2 separate regions of the Mus musculus genome follow, and region 2 is linked to region 1. The links are chromatin contacts, called in public Hi-C maps. All regions are on one chromosome and are shown on one strand. The core of a region is the stretch at or near the end of the contact, and the rest is flanking DNA. Distances in the headings are between cores, read along the strand shown.

Region 1 (4,117 bases), core at 648-3,147:
GGGGCGCCCCTGGGAGCTGGGAAGGGCAGGAACCTGTCTTTCCCACAGCATCTGGCAGCCTGCCTTGGCTTTACTTGCTGTGCGGCCTTGCCTGCTGCTTTCCCTTTTCAAAAGGGGGAATCTCAACTGCTGCTAGACTGCATTAATGGGGCAATTTAAGTGCTGTAGCCAAGCTTCCTGCACATCGACAGTGTCTCTTCATGGTGGCTATCTTAGCTCCCAGATTGTGTGGACCTGGTTGATGAAGAGAGACCCCTCTTCGAGCGCCTCCAGATCTACTCTGACCCACCCCACCAGAAGCATCACCTCCTGTCAGCCTTTCCCTCTCCTAACAGCCACCAAATACTTATCAATAGCTCTTTAGCTGGCTGTGGGGCTTCACACCCACCTCTTCCCTGTTGGGATTAAAAAAGAAAAAATTAAAGATTTATTTATTTATTATATGTAAGTACACTGTAGCTGTCTCCAGACACACCAGAAGAGGGCATCAGATCCCATTACAGATGGTTGTGAGCCACCATGTGGTTCCTGGGAGTTGAACGCAGGACCTCTGGAAGAGCAGTCAGTGCTCTTAACCTCTGGGCCATCTCTCCAGACCCCAAGCTGGGATTTTATCTGACATGAACTAGACAGATCTTGTCACAGTCTGGGGGTTCATAAGAGCATCTGCCCTGTGTGTCTGGAAAATGCTGTTTTCCTTGGAGTCTTCCACCACTTCTGGTCCTTACCCCCCCCCCCCCACGCTGCATCCCCCCCCCCCCCGCCCCTGTAGGTCCCTGGGACTTGAGGGGAGGATTGTGATATAAACATCTCATTTAGGGCTGAGCTTTCCAAAGTCTCTTATTCTCTGTACTTTGGCCATTTGGGGACGAGGAGCTCTTTTACGGTTGCAGAAATAGAGTATAGTGTTATAAAGGGATAAAGACTAGGAAATAAAACAAGAAGGATTAAGTATGATAGAGGATGGGAAGTCAGGGTGGAGGGGGAAAACTATCACTAAGGGCTTTTGAAAAGCCATATGAGAACCTACTACTGTAGAAGTTTCTCTGTTCTCTATAAGAAGACCTTCCTGTCTTTGTCTGGGGTCACCATTTTGAAAAATGTTGACACCCCACCCCCACCCCCCCACCCCCGAATACTGGTGTTTTTGCAGAATAAACGTTCTTTGTTTTTGCATACTATCTGAGTCTGGGATCTTCCTTCAGCGATTTTCGGACCCTTACATATCTATCATATATGATAGGTTATTTCTCTGCCGGTGAAGTGAGCCAATTCAAGCCTCCAAGGCCTTAGCCTGTGACTGACCTGTAAATATGAAATTCACACCTGGCCTCCTGATACAGTCTCAAAATGTACACTTGATCTGGGCTATTTACTGTATGTAAATCTTGTTTGTTGGTTTTTATTGCTTGTTTGTTTTTAAAGGGAGTCTGACAAAGTGGCTCTTTTAAAAAAGTCCTTAGTTCCAGCCTTTAAGAGACAGAGGTATGTGGATCTCTGTGGGTTTGAGGCCAGCCTGGTCTACATGCAAGTTTCAAGTCAGCCAGGGATACACAGTGAGCTCCATCTCAAAAAAAAAAAAAAAGAAAAGAAAAGAAAAAAAAAAAAGTGGGTTGGGGAGGGGCTTGGGAGGACTGGAAGAGGGCTAGGAAGGGGGCTGGGGAGATGGCTCAGCAAGTGAAGGGGCTTGTGGCTAACCCCGAGGGCCCAAGTTTGATCCCTGGAACATACAGAGTGGAAAGAGAATACGACTCAGGCAAATTGTCCTATGACCTTCACACAAGTAGTCCTATGACCTTCACACATTACAGTGGCAGGAGCATGCCCACACCTCAACCAAACAACCAAACAAGGTAAAAAAAAAATTTTAATAGGAATTCTGGCTTAGTTTGCAGTTACTACCACAAGGTGGCAATGACACCTAAATCACAAAGGCTTAACTGTTGAATGATTTCATCATTCTATTGTGAGAGGTGGTTTTGTTTTGTGGGTTTTGTTTTAATTTTATTTCTGAGACATGTAGATTCAGATTGCCTTGAACTCAACATGTAGCTGAAGCTGACCTTGAACTCCTGATCCCTCTGCCTCCACTTCCAAACTGCTGGAATTATAGGCATACTCCTCCACAACTGGCTACTGAATGCTTTTCTCCTTTTTTCTTCTCTTCTTTTCTTTTCTTCCTTTCCTTTCCTTTCCTTTCCTTTCCTTTCCTTTCCTTTCCTTTCCTTTCCTTTTCTTTTCTTTTCTCTTCTTTTCTTTCTTTTCTCTCTTCTCTTCTCTTCTTTTCTCTTCTTACAGTTTTACTGTATAGCCCCATCTGGCCTGTAACTCACTATATAGACCAGGTTGGCTTTGAACTCACAGCGAACCACCAGCCTCTGCCTTTGCCTCTGTTCCCTAAGGGCTGCTAGTAAAGGGGTGAGTGGTTTTCTTGAAGCAGGAGGCACTGTGCTGGAGGTCTCCTTCTGTGTCTTAGCTTTCTCCTCCATTTGCTACCAAGCTCGAAGAATCCACGTTTGTTGGAGGTACACCTACACCATTGACCCTTGCTGTGGTCAAAGAGTGGACAGTTGGCACAGATGGTGGCGCGTACCTTTAATCCCATCATTCTGGCGGCTGAGGCAGAAGGATTATGAGTTCAAGGCCAGCATGGCCTTATTTAGAAAAAATAATCACAAGGAAAACAGAACACATATCACATACTCTCCTCATTCCCTTCCTTTCAGATGCACTACTGCATCCAGATCTACAAACACTTCCAAATACCTTAGTGACAAATACCCTTGTGGATGTCTGTTACTGGACCCATGAGACAATTTTTCTAATTACATAGGCAGGAGTGAGAGGCCTCTGACGCATATGTTTTCATTCACACACATTATCCTCCCTCTTTGTTTCTTAATAAATTGCCTCCAAATTTCTTTTGGTACTAATCACAGCTGAATTCAAGCAATGTCCTAAAGTTTTGTTTTGTTTCCATGTACTTGTGTGTGTGTTGGGGGGTGGGGGGTGGGGGAGATCCTATGTATGTGTTTGTGTGTGTGTGTGAGTGCACATGGAGGCCAGAAGTCAACATTGGATGGCTTCTTCTATTTTTTTATTCTTTTGTAAAATATTATTTTTTATTATTTGTTTTTTTAATAAAAGATTTAAATATTTTATATATGTGAACACACTGTCTCCCTCTTCAGACATACCAGAAGAGGGCATCAGATCTCAGTACAGTTGTGAGTCACCATGTGGTTGCCAGGAACTGAACTCAGGACCTCTGGAAGAACAGTCAGTGCTCTTAACCACTGAGCCATCTCTCCAGCTCCTATTTGGGAATAATCTTACATCACGCACCCTGATCATACCGCCCACTCTTCCCATGTCCCTCCTCCCCCACGAACCATCCCCTGACACCCCCCCTCTTAAAAAAGAAGGGGGGGGAACTCAGTCCATTTTGTGTTGTTGAGATACTCACTGTAGCATGGCCAATTCCTTGTGACCAGCCTCCTAGGGAGGATGAGTCTGTCTCTGCCTCTGTCTGCACCAGAAGCCATCAACTCAGGAGAGCTATGCTGAGGGCCAGCTCACACTGAGGCCAGCTCTCCTGCAACATGGCTTCAAGCATCAGACATCTGCATGGGCTCCCATGGTAACATGGACACAGACATCAATACAGCCCTTGGCCATATCAGGACCACTGACCCTCTCATGGCCTTCAGTGGCTGCAGGGGTCAGGGGCCTCAATGTGGCCTCAGCTTTATAAATTGTCACAGGCCATTCACATCAGGATGCCCGCCCACCCCCACCCAGGGATGCATCAACAAGGCATCAGGCAGTGGCACAAGGATCTCAAATGTCACTGTGGCCTAGGGCTACAGAATGGATCACAGACACCAACATGGCCTCCAGTGGCATCAAGAACCATGGTGGTCCTTTAAGAAGACCCAATCCAGAAAGGGAACACTTTCTCATCTTGGGTCTTCATGGTTGCCCAAGATGAGCCAGGGGCTGAGTCTGCCTCTTTATAAGCTCCAGGCTGCACAGCATCTTGCTGACCCTACTGGGCAGTGACAGTATGTCAGCCTCAGTCCTCTTTCACCTGTCACCACCATCGTGTCCCCAGTTC
Region 2 (4,117 bases), core at 979-3,478, 220 kb before region 1:
GCTGGGATTTGAACTCAGGACCTTCAGAAGAGCAGTCGGTGCTCTTAACCACTGAGCCGTTTCGCCAGCCCCGACTTTATTTTATTTTATTTTATTTTATTTTATTTTTCAAGATTTATTTAACAGAGGCCTGGAAAGATGGATTAATGGTTAAGAGAACTTACCACTTTTGCAGAGTGCCTGGGTTCGGTTGCCAGGACTCACATGGGTTCACAACTGCCTGTAACTCCACTTCCAGGAGTCCAATACCCTCTTCCAAAGTTTCCTGAACACACATGGTGCATAGAAACTCTCCCAAGCACAAACATATACATACTCTAAAATAAATGTTAAAGATTTACTTTCAAAGCCATGGTGTGTATGTGTGTGTGTGTGTGTGTGTTTAATTTTATGTGTATGAGTGTTTGGCTTCATGCGCGTGTGTTGGGAGGTATACCTTTAGTTCTAGCATTCAAGCGGATAAGCCAAGTGGATCTTTCAATTTGTATCCAGCTGGTCAACAGAATGAGTTCCAGGACATCCAGGACTATATAAAGACATTCTTTTTCAAAAAACAGTAACAACAATAATAATAATCACACACACACACGATTTACTTTCAAGAATGGAAAGATGGCTCATCAGCTAGGAGTTCTAGCTGCTCTTCCAGAGAACCTGGTTCATTTCCCAGCACCTACAGTTTGACTCACAACTATCTGTACCTCTAGTTTGAGAACATCCACTGAGCTCATCTGGCCTCCACCTGCACTGTACATACACGGTACAGAGATATACTTGGAGGAATATGTATGTGCCCCACACATAAAATAATATTACTTGCATGGTCTATGTCTATAATCCAGCAGTCAGGAGTCAGATGCAGATGAATCTCTGTGAGATCCAGGCCAGTCCGGGATGCATAGTGAGACTTTAAAACAAAATTATTGCATATAGGTGTGTGTACCACAGGAGTGCCTGGTGCCAAAGGATTTTCTAGGACTGGCATTACAGGCAGTAGTTGAGAGTTTCAAAGCTGCGTGGGTGCTGGGAAACCAAACCTAGGTCCTCTGCATGATCTACAAATGCTTTTAAGCTCTTGGCCATGTCTCCAGGGTGGAATTTTTTTGTTGTTATTTTGCAAAAACTCTTTTCCCCCATAATTATATTTCATGTTGGGTGTGTGAAAGCACACAGGTATCACTTGAATGCACTGTGGAGGTCAGAGGACAACTCGCAGAAATCACTTCTCTCCTTCTACTCGTGTGGGTCCCAGGTCATGGGCTAGATATGAAAGTCTTTTTTTTAAAGATTTATTTATTTATTATATGTAAGTACATTGTAGCTGTCAATTATGGATGAGCCACCATGTGGTTGCTGGGATTTGAACTCAGGACCTTTAGAGGAGCAGTCAGTGCTCTTAACCGCTGAGCCATCTCACCAGCCCAGTATGAGAAGTCTTAAAAGGTAGATGCTAAAGTGTCATTTGAGAGTGTCCCTCATAGTTCAGGTTCAGCATCGTGAATATTACTGGGATGAGCGTCCATGCCCAGTTCCAAGTAGTTTTCTAAAATAATATGTAAATAAAAGTAAATTGGCAAAGTACTTAGAACTTCGCTATTACGATGGTTCTGTGTTTAAAGTTTTGGAGTTTGAATAGGTTATCTTATATTTTAAGAAGGAAAAGCTGGAGAGAAGCTATGCTATTATGCTAGACACTTGAACTTTCTGTTTGTGGAAACAGAAAAAAAAACAAATTCAAGATACATTTTGGAGGTAGAAATCACATAACTTGCTCATAGACACGGTTAGATGCTGTGAACCACTAGCGAAAACAGACAGACGGACAGAGACAGACAGAGAGACACACACGGACACACAAAACCCCACCACACCGGAAGCCACAGTAAGCTGAGACAGACAGACAGACAGACAGACAGACAGACAGACACACACACACACACACACACACACACACACACACACACACACACACACACACACACACACACACACACACACACACACACACACACACACAAAACCCCATCACACCGGAAGCCACAGTAAGCTCCTCCCTTCCCGAAAGGGAAGTGAGGAAAAGAACGCGACGAGCTGCAGTCCCAAACGCTTCCGGTTTAGTGCGGCGTCGAGGCTGTAAATCGGCGGACCTTGTTTGGTTCCTCCCACAATGGGCGGGTTCCTTTGAACCACTGACCAATAGTGAGCGAGACGGCATGCACTAGCCCAATGGAACTGCAGTGGGTGGGGCCTGGGGCAAGGGTTTGAGCCCTGGAGTTGGCGTTTCGGCCCACGTGGGAAGCTACGGGGTAGATCCGGCTTGGATGCCAAGTGCTGGAGAGAGACCTGCTGTGAAGATGGGACCGGCCCCCGCCGGAGAGCAGCACCGACGAGCAACTGAGGACCCAGAGGTTGGTTGCTCAAAATGTGCTTTATTTTGACGACAGAGCCTGAGATAGTCAGGCCTGATACCTAGCCTGCAGGGCGGCCTACTATGATAGAAAAAAGATTACTCCAGGGCGGCCTAGGTTACTGGGAAAATGATTTTTAGGGAATCTAGCCTTGGAGAGATCTGGATAGAGCAGGAGAAGAGGTGATATTTGGGAAGGCCTAAGCCTGTCTCAGCAAAAGATTTGTGGTGTCCGGAAACAGGAGGGCATTGGAGCACTACCTCAGGCAGTGACTGGCAAACTCAGTCAGGTCTAAGCAGGACTGCATCCTCACGCTGTCAGATTTCTCTCAGTGATGGCTATCCCGAGTTTTATAAAAATCTTAACGCCCACTGAAAGGGAACAACTAGAGTAGATGAACCCTTTACCCACAAACTTGAGTCAGCTGATACAGATACCCCCCCCCCCCCCCCCCCCCGATTTCATGTTGGCATGTTGGTTTCTGTCTCTCTGGTCATAGGTGATGGAACTTGCCTTCGAAGGCATGGACAAAGAGAAGGCACCCTCAAGAAAGCGTGCAAGAACAGAGCCACCTGCAGAAGGCCTCCTGCAGCCAGTGAACCTCAGTCGGGAGGAGCTGTACAAGGAGCCTACAAATGAGGAGCTAAATCGCCTCCGTGAGACCGAGATCTTGTTCCACTCCACCTTGCTTCGTTTACAAGTACGTGGGTGGCCAGGGCATAGGTTAGAGGGGTTTCCGTGGGGTCCCGAGGCTCACAGATTCCTCCCTTCCCCCTGCTAAAGGTGGAGGAGTTACTAAAGGAAGTCAGACTGTCAGAGAAGAAGAAAGAGAGGATTGATAATTTCCTGAAGGAGGTTACCAAGCGGATCCAGAAAGTGCCTCCAGTCCCTGAGGCTGAGGTAAGGCAGATGGCCTTGGGACAGTGAGTCATGAGACCCTCTTTGCTGTTCCACGAAACTTGGTTACTAAGGAGATCATTCTCATTGCAAGAAGACTCAACCAGGACACAGGTCATGCATTTGTCTCTCAAATGTAGCTCCATCTTGTACAAGTTTTGTAGGTGTTTTGTTTGTTTGAACAGGGTCTTACATGCCCCTGGCTGGCTGGCCTTGAACTCCTGATTGTCCTGCATAGTTCCCAAGGACGGAGATTGAGGGCCTGAGCCACTTTTGTTTGGTTTTGTTTTTTGTTTCATTTTTAAGATTCATTGATTGATTTTATGTATGTGAGAATCCTGTTGCTATCTTCAGACATACCAGAAGGCAGCATTGTTACAGATGGTTGCAAGGCACCATATGGTTCCTAGGAATTGAACTCGGGACCTGTGGAAGTGCTCTTAACCACTGAGCCATCTCTCCAGCCCACTTTTTTCTTTTTAACATAGGATCTTAACTTTGTAACCCGTACTGTAACTCAAACTGGTGGTGGTCCTCCTGCTTCAGTCCCCTGAGTGCTAGGATTATAGTTGTGAACCTTTACTTCCAACCAAAAATGGTTATTTTATTTTGTGTATTTATTTTTTATTGAGACAGGGTCTCATACAGTCCAGGCTGGCCTTGAACTTGCTTGCTATATAGTCAAGGGAGATCTTGAATTTCTGATCTTCCTGCCTTCCCAAATGCTGGAGTTGCAGGTGTGAGCCACCATTCCTAGCCTGAAAATGGGTAACAATAGAAATAAGTCATGGCGGCTTAGCTGTCAATCAAGT

The links. A called contact is a pair of places that touch in the nucleus more often than the background predicts.
Region 2: a Hi-C map of the P5424 cell line shows a contact between it and region 1, with 2.1 times the contacts expected there. The contact joins the promoter of Nol6 here to the enhancer-like site in region 1. A contact is called at or near these places in 1 of 39 promoter capture datasets (hippocampal neurons), 5 of 484 Hi-C or Micro-C datasets (the G1E-ER4 cell line, the P5424 cell line and embryonic stem cells) and 1 of 115 datasets of contacts at active chromatin or transcription factors (pancreatic cancer cells).

What each region holds. Positions count from the first base shown.
Region 1 is chr4:40,904,286-40,908,402 of GRCm38.p6, reverse strand. No RefSeq gene overlaps it. Among named protein-coding and RNA genes, the nearest start is that of Spink4, 14 kb to the left of the region's middle. Within about 2 kb of position 1,897, at least 28 of the 459 cell types and tissues checked have an H3K27ac peak or open chromatin away from gene starts, as enhancers often do. A contact at or near this core is called in the P5424 cell line and pancreatic cancer cells, where this site is marked.
Region 2 is chr4:41,122,450-41,126,566 of GRCm38.p6, reverse strand. Nol6 (nucleolar protein family 6 (RNA-associated)) reads left to right here and starts at 2,228. Exons shown (of 26, transcript NM_139236.3): 1 at 2,228-2,408; 2 at 2,908-3,108; 3 at 3,192-3,308. The coding sequence starts at 2,322.